Linked DNA regions of Triticum aestivum: region 1 is linked to region 2. Evidence: chromatin contacts called from public Hi-C data. All regions are on one chromosome and are shown on one strand. Each heading gives the region's core, a stretch centred on a gene start, on an enhancer-like site or on the middle of the called end of the contact. The rest is flanking DNA. Distances are from core to core; before and after follow the strand shown. Region 1 holds the start of LOC123046481 (protein ECERIFERUM 26-like). Region 2 holds the start of LOC123046478 (vacuolar-sorting receptor 7).

The links. A called contact is a pair of places that touch in the nucleus more often than the background predicts.
Region 1: a contact with region 2 is called in a Hi-C map of leaf, with 2.1 times the contacts expected there. The contact joins the promoter of LOC123046481 here to the promoter of LOC123046478 in region 2. A contact is called at or near these places in 2 of 5 Hi-C or Micro-C datasets (both in leaf).

The regions. Positions count from the first base shown.
Region 1 is chr2B:647,021,265-647,025,262 of IWGSC CS RefSeq v2.1, forward strand. LOC123046481 (protein ECERIFERUM 26-like) reads right to left here and starts at 1,681. Exons shown (of 2, transcript XM_044469861.1): 1 at 1,039-1,681. The coding sequence starts at 1,503.
Region 2 is chr2B:646,807,636-646,811,622 of IWGSC CS RefSeq v2.1, forward strand. It overlaps LOC123046478 (vacuolar-sorting receptor 7), which reads right to left and starts at 1,603. Exons shown (of 7, transcript XM_044469858.1): 1 at 341-1,603; 2 at 159-242; 3 at 1-39. The coding sequence starts at 1,523. It overlaps LOC123046480, which reads right to left. Exons shown (of 2, transcript XM_044469860.1): 2 at 2,837-3,151. The coding sequence ends at 3,006.

The sequences.
Region 1 (3,998 bases), core at 431-2,930, 210 kb after region 2:
GAGTACATGGTTTTCACCGGATATTCTCTAGCACCAATACCGGTAGTAGGATCAAATTCAGCTGGATCTTCCTTTTGTCGAGTTCGATGTATGATAAGATTGATGTTTTGATTGGAATTCAATTCAAGAGATGTTGGCAGCTGAGATGTGGTACGAGTAGTAATCTCGGATGGAAAGGAAAACTGAATTACAGTACGTACGTAGTACACAAGTTGCACTGACACCGGTTCTTTGTCTCAGCAGAGGCAGACGTGGTGCAGTTAATACTAGTAGCGACGATGCCAATTGGCAGGCCCCGGTACGGGCGCAATGAATGATGTATTGTAGTAGTAAAATGCACATGATCTGCACAGTGGAACACCACTTACTTTTTCACCTTCCACACATGCCAAAATTTTCTCGTCTAGTGTATCATCATCAGTTGATTCAGCAGTGCATCACCATATTGGAACAAGATTTTGCTGGATGGAATTCTGATCATGCACATCGGTGGGGGTGGGATGCCCTATCCTACCGCTGAAACCGCCTCACCTGCTTCGCATGATCCCTGTACATCGTACTACTACACTCTACTAGCGATTTAAGAAGAGCGGGGACGAAACGCCCCTTCAGTCCCCACGAACTAGAAATGCCGGATGCCGGATGCAGCAGCAATCAAGTAATCAGTTTGCTCCCAGTCCAAGCAACATCAGCCGGGCGCACTAATGGCTTCCGATTTTGAGGTCCATACCCAGTTCTAGCATAATTTTTTGATGGTTACACCTACAGCTGCGAACCACACCGAAAGCTACATCTTGATGATCATCTAATCCTTATCCCGCGTCAAGAACCGGTCGCGCCAAGCCAGAACAGATCGATCTCTGGTAAAAGTAGTAAAATCCTTATCTACAATGTCAACAATCCTCGCAAGCAACTCCCGGTTGAAGATTCAACTGGCCGAGTAGTTGTTTAATCGAATAAGTGGTACTACTATTCATTTCATTATCGGGGTATGATTGGATTGGAGGCGAGAATGAGAATGGTCGACGGTCTGTTTACCTGGACGTAGAGCAGCGGGGAGAAGAAGAGCTCCGGGCCGAGCACCTTGTCGTAGCAGAGCTGGCGGACGCGGTCGACGGCGTCGTCGCGGAGCCACTCGTCCAGCGCGCGCTCGCACTGGGCCTCCACGATGCGGACGCCGCAGTCGTTGCACTTGACGTAGGGCCGACGTGAGGCCTCCTGCTCGCCGGTGGCGTCGTCGGCGGGGCGGCGGACGCGACCGGCCACGGGGTAGTAGGCGTCGAGCCAGGGGAACATGGGGTCCTTGAGCACCTTGGTGGTCACCCCGCGCACCACCTCCCCCGCCGCGTAGTAGTACACCCCGCGCAGGTAGTGCAGCCGGAACGCCAGGTCCGCGTCCCCCAGCTCGTACCCCTCCACCTCCGTCACCGAGCTCGGCACCACCGTCGACAGCCGGTGCCCGTGCACCGCCTCCGCCGCCGTCTTTTCCCCCTCGAGCCCCATGCCGATCGCGCCGCGCAACAGCTGAGTATACGTGCAAGCTCGCGACTGCTTGGGCTAGGCTAAGCTGAGCTCGCTCGCTGTGTGAGTGCACAGCCTCGGTTTGTTGGTGGGACGCGTGTAGGGGTGGCGTATATATCCGGCCCGAGATGGGGGGGTGGACGGAAGCCGGCACACGGCAGTTCGCCGGTAACCGGTTGGGGTTTAAATACGGGCGCGGGCGGGGTTGGTTGGGGAGGTGAGCAACGGACGGACGGATGGGTTCGACTCGACGGCTCCGACCCGCGCGCTGACAGGGTGACGAGGCGCGAGCCGCCGTGCAGCGGTGCACGGTTGCCGGGCGCCGCCGGTGAATTGATGGCTGGCTCGCCGGACAGGACGCCCCGCGCCGTGCGCACACTGTTTTGCGTGGCTGTGTTCTCTGGATGTCGGATCTCATGGTCCTCGCCGTGTGATCTGTACAAGGATGGCGGAGGAATGTAGTACGCCAGTGGGATTGGATCTGAGGGACATCGGATTCGGTTCCACGCGCGGTGGCGCCGACGAACAGTGCGTGGCCGCTGCAACAGTGGTGGTGCCGGCGACGGCGTCTCCTCTTGGGTGGGCGCCGTATGTAGGTGGTGGGACTGGACTTCACCTACGCGACAGGCGGAGGCGTGCGACGACGGTGGACGTGGTAGCAGCACGAGCCGTGGACACTGTTGAAGGTCACGTGAAGCGGTGAAGGCATAGCCCCGTATGGTGTGTAACTGTGTGCAGCTGAGATCTGTACCAAGGTAGTACTAGTGCTACACGGAACGGGTACGAGTAAAGTTCAACGTGACCCTACAAAAGCGACAGTCCTATGGGGCGGTGCCAAGAAACCTTTTTTAACAAAAGTCATAGTCTGCTTGCGAACTCATTTGAACTCATGATGAACAGTAAACTCTGAAAAAAGTAAAAGCATTTAAAAAATTCTGATTTTTTTTGTGCAAACATTGACAAAAATCTGAATGCTTACAAAATTTCATCATGAAATGACGTTCATATAAGCCGTGGCAAAAAAGTCAAAATCAGCACTCTAAAATGTTTTTAAAAATAATACTTTTGAAGCATCAATTTTGTATTTTTTTTTCTATGACTTCCATGAAACGTTACTTCACTGAAAAAGCCGAATCTTGTCCATGAATCTTAAACCCTATATCATATATACCTAAATAGTTCATTCGAAATACCACATGCCACTTTATCAAAGGCCCACCATAACATGCCTGAGAAAAAGTTTTTCATTTTTGGTTGAACCCATGCACATATCCCACCTCGCCACACATGCCATCTCATCACAGGTCCACTCGACATGCATGGGAAAAGTTTTTCACTATATGATGACACTATATTAAAAAGAAATTGACCACAGAATAATCGTATGTAGTCCTCCGTAAACTAATATAAGAGTGTTTAGATCATTATTTTAGTTATCTAAACGCTCTTATATTAGTTTACAGAAGAAGTAATATATAATATTTATTTTTAGTTTTAGTTCATGTATTATTAATTCTACTATGAATGTTGCATACCATCAAATCACTAAAATTGATTGCAATTTCCCATAGCAACGCGCAACGGTATTTCTAGTAAAGTACTCCCTGTTGGGGAACGTTGCAGAAAATTAAAAAATTTCCTACGGTTTCACCAAGATCCATCTATGAGTTCATCTAAGCAACGAGTCATGGGAGAGAGATTGCATCTACATACCACTTTGTAGATCGCATGCGGAAGCGTTCAAGAGAACGGTGATGATGGAGTCGTACTCGCCGTGATTCAAATCACCGATGACCAAGTGCCGAACGGACAGCACCTCCGCGTTCAACACACGTACGGAGCGGATGACGTCTCCTCCTTCTTGATCCAGCAAGGGGGAAGGAGAGGTTGAGGAAGAAGACTCCAGCAGCAGCACGACGGCGTGGTGATGGTGGAGAGGCAGTACTCCGACAGGGCTTCGCCAAGCACCTAACGGATGAGGAGAGGTGTTGGGGAGGGGAGGGGTTGCGCCTTGGATCAGGTGTTCAGCCCTCCCCTCGCCCCTCTATTTATAGGGGAAGGGGGAAGGGGGCCGTCCCCCTCTAGATGAGATCTAGAGGGGGGCGGCGGCCAGGGAGGGGGGCTTGCCCCCCAAGCAAGGGGGGCGCCCCCACTAGGGTTCCCCCCCCCAACCCTAGGCGCATGGGCCCAAGGGGGGGCGCCCAGCCCTCCAGGGGCTGCTTCCCTGCCCCCTACGGCCCATGAGGCCCTCCGAGAGGGGTGGCCCCTCCCGGTGGACCCCCGGAATCCCTCCGGTGGCCCCTGTACAATACCGATATGCCCCCGAAACTTTCCGGTGACCGTATGACAACTTCCCATATATAAATCTTCACCTCCGGACCATTCCAGAACTCCTCGTGACGTCCGGGATCTCATCCGGTACTCCGAACAACATTCGGTAATCACATACATGTCTTCCTAATAACCCTAGCGTCACC
Region 2 (3,987 bases), core at 353-2,852:
AGCCGCCATTGTTGTGCAGGCACTCGTCCGTCTCCATATCTGCAAGTAAATCGTAGAGATTGCGAATTTGTGATCGATTTAGCAGTGAACAGAAACAGTGAAATGAAGCGATCCACGATCAGGAAAACAGCAAGTGTGATGAGGTTGTAAATGCAAACCTTGTGTCATGCAGACACGCGGCTCCGTGGTCTCCTTGAAACCGGCGCAGATCGCCTTGAGGACGGCCGTGCTCTCCAGCTTCCCTGCAAAACAGAAACGAAACCACGATCAGTTCCTTTCAGACAAATTCAGCAATCGTGTTGAAATCAGGAGAAGCCACCAAGCTCGATCGTATTCGCACCCCGGTACTGCACGTTGTTGATGACGAGCGTGGGCAGGATGGTGACGTCGCCGCGGTTGCCCTGCCCGACCTGGACGATCTGCTCCGTCCGGAGCACGTCGTTGTCGGCGTCGGCGTCGGGGTCGCCCATGCACTTGTCGATCAGCTCCGCCGGCAGGCCCAGCGACGCCACCACCTCCTCGGCGCACCCGCGGGAGTACTTCTTCTCCCGCATGGAGCACCGCACGCGGTAGTCGGCCACGAAGTCCCACCACGCCCACGACGCGTTCCGGGCGTTGGCCACCCGGTGCACGCACAGCTGCCGGAGGTTCTCCAGCACCACGTCCCGGCCCTGGTAGCCGGCGCCCAGGTCCCCCTCCGGGTCCGGCGCGCAATAGCGGCCGCGGTTGATGCACTGCGACGCGCACTGCCGCGTGCCGCGGTACTCGTCGGGGCAGAACCAGGTGATGTAGTGCGGCGTGAAGAGCGCGTCGCCGGCTTTCTCCAGCAGCTGCGCGTGGCCCCGGAACGCCGCCACGAACGCTGCCTGCTCGTCGCACCGCGGCCCGCACTCGTCGTTGCTGTTGGTCCAGAACTCGTACTCCACCCGCGCGTCCGGGTTCGGCATCGACTCGCGCCAGTCGAGCCGGACCACCACCTCGGCGGCGGAGGAGTCGCCGGACGCCGCGGCGCGGAGGGCGTCGCCGAAGGGCTTGGAGACGAGCGCGGAGGGGGCGGTGATGTTGGCCAGGAAGGCCATGTCGGGGGTCTCCTCCTCCGGGGTGTCCATGGTCAGCAGCGGCTCGTCCACGCTGTCGGCGACCAGCACCGCCGCCACGCCCGCCTGCTGCGCGTTCCACGTCTTGAGCGCGAAGTAGCAGCCGCCGCGGTCCACCAGGAGCACCACCGGCCGGCCGGACCGCGACTTGAACGCCGTCGCCCCGAACGGCTTGCACCCGTTGGCCTGCTTCGCGTCCGCCGGGTACAGCACCACGCCGGTCAGCATGCCGCCGTAGTCCGGGACGCCGTAGTTGGCGATCGCGGCCTCGTGGCGGCCCCGGAGCCAGTGCGGCGACAGCACCTTGATGCTGTTCTTCTCCACCACGAACCGGGCCGACGCCACGCTCGCCGTGGCCACCACGACGAGCCACAGCGCCGCCGCGAGCCTACCCCTCTTCGCATGCCCGTGGAGCGCCATCGCCATGCCTCTCGGTCCGGTCTAAGTCTAACTCTGCTTCCTCCTCGTTCTTGTAGAAAATTTCGTGGCTGGGTTGGTTAAAACGGGAGACCACGTAGTGGAGACGACATGGAAGTTTGCCAGGGAGGAGACTCGTCAGATTACGAGTTTTTCATAGGAAAATTGTACTGGGAGAATAAAAACATTTTGGGGGACGGGAATTGGTCCGTAGACTGCAAATTGGAGTCTAAAAATTCAAAGATTGAATTTTTCTTCGTTATGTCGCTATACAAGATGATGTAACAACTTTGTAATTTTGCATTGACCAGCTGCGAGTCTGCTAAAAAGTTCTTTTTTTCTAGGAAATGAGCACTATATGATATACTCAGATGTGACATTGCTTGCTTCGCACAGCAACACACCGTGACGTGATAATTAGGCTCTGACCAATTCCATTCTTTTGGCGATCCATGCCCCTTCTCCATGAGAGTCGTGACACATGGTTGGGGTCAGTCGTTGCCATTGGGGATGCCCTAACCAACCAGCTCAAGGTTGGGGTCAGTCAGCGGGTGAGGGCAATCATGGCAACTGGCCTTGTGGGATACATCAGGTAGACGTGCCAAGAACAACTCAACCCTATTTCCTACTCCTACTACTACACATCAGATCCGATCCGTTTAATTCAAACAAATAACACAACAACCCAAGCCATGATAATTAAATGGCGTTCTGGTGGCTGCTTAATAAGGCCACTAATTGATGCTTACATGAGAGATCATATTCGAGCACATCATCTGACATGACAAAAAACTATGAAGAACTGAGTTCATGAAAGGTTCAAATAGGTTACGCAAAATTCAGTGTCAGTGTGTTTGGATAATATTCTTCCAGTCTGGATACAAGTCAACTGGTGTTATTTTGTTTCTAGCATAATCTGTTGTGCACATGAGTAGATGATGGTGAATTGGATTCATTCATTCCAGGATCTGCATCACACAGTTTCCATATGCTACCTAACAGAACATGCTCTCATGAGAATCCGAAATTCTTTATGATCCGCAGGCATGTGACAAGGCTGGAACTAGAGCCGCTTCGAGATAAGTCATGCAACATGAGAGACGAATGGTAAGAACTCTTACAGAGATATGACAAGATACTATTGCATTAACAATTGCAATATACCTCTCCGTCCCATAATATAAGCTAAAACTGCTGGCATCCCATAATATAAGCTAAAACTGCTGGCAAAACGATCTTACATTATGGGATGGAGGGAGTAGTTCACAATGGCGTACCTCGTAATCAGGTGAGCTCAAGTTTAGAGAAGGGGGAAAAACAGATGAACATGGCGACACTATTTTCGTTTGGGGTGCTCATTGAGATATTTTTCAGTACATTGTTGACCACCCTAGGATTAACACTTGGGTTCACAAGCAGAATTACCGTTACATGCGTTGTTCAAACTAACGAAACAAGATTGCATGATACATAACACAGCAGCTCGCACATCTAGTAACTCTTCTTCCCAGAATTTCCCTTCTTCCTAGCTTTTCTCTTGTCTTTCTTGATCTTCAAGTGAAGCTGTACCTTCTTCTTGCTAATGGTGCCCATTGGCTTCAGAAAGGATGTCGACTTCTTGCTTCCTCCATCAACCTCTGTATACATGAGAGAGAGGGCATGACTCAACAAAAACATAGAAGGGTGACGTAGAACTAAATTAAAGAACCTAATAGGCTGGCACAACCCAGATTGAGTTATCTCTCTAACATTGATTGAAGCACAACCCAGAAGCCAACAATTTCTCAAGAGAAGATACAAGCAATGGCATATTTACTCTAGAAGTTACAGCCTGAAGCAACAAACTGAAGCTATGCGATGCACTAGGTGAGACAAACTGGCGTAATTCAAACAAACAATAAAACTCTATTGCTCACCCAATCCAGACATCAGAAAGCAACTCAAACACACGTAAGCAATATAAGCAGCTAAGATGCAAGTTGGGGCCAAAACCTTCAGTTAAAAGGAGCAATTCAGATATTGCCCAGTAATTTGGGAGGGCCAAGGCTTGATAAAACCACTGGCCGCAAATCATTTTCAAATCATGCATTAACCAGACAACTCTACTGTAGTACACTCCAAAGACAGTTCAAACCAAACATCAAGACAGCCCCCATAGGCCTTTTCGACCATCTTCAGAAGAAAAGGACCGAACTAAGCAGCTAACTCTTGTCACTTAGACAAACTCTACAGTTCAGACGAAGTTGGTAGATGCAGCTCCTGACAGGCAATCTGCGGATGCACCAAACCTTCACCGTAATCACCGCAGGGTCACAGCTGAAAGCTTACTACGAGCTATTTCCCTCTGTCTATTACTACCTGACGAATTGAGTCACTTTATGTACTAACAAATAATTCGAGCGCGAATTCAGGCCCGATGAAGTAATGTTCTCAGCAACACCGAGCACCCCGTGGTAAACTGGCAAGGAAAGAG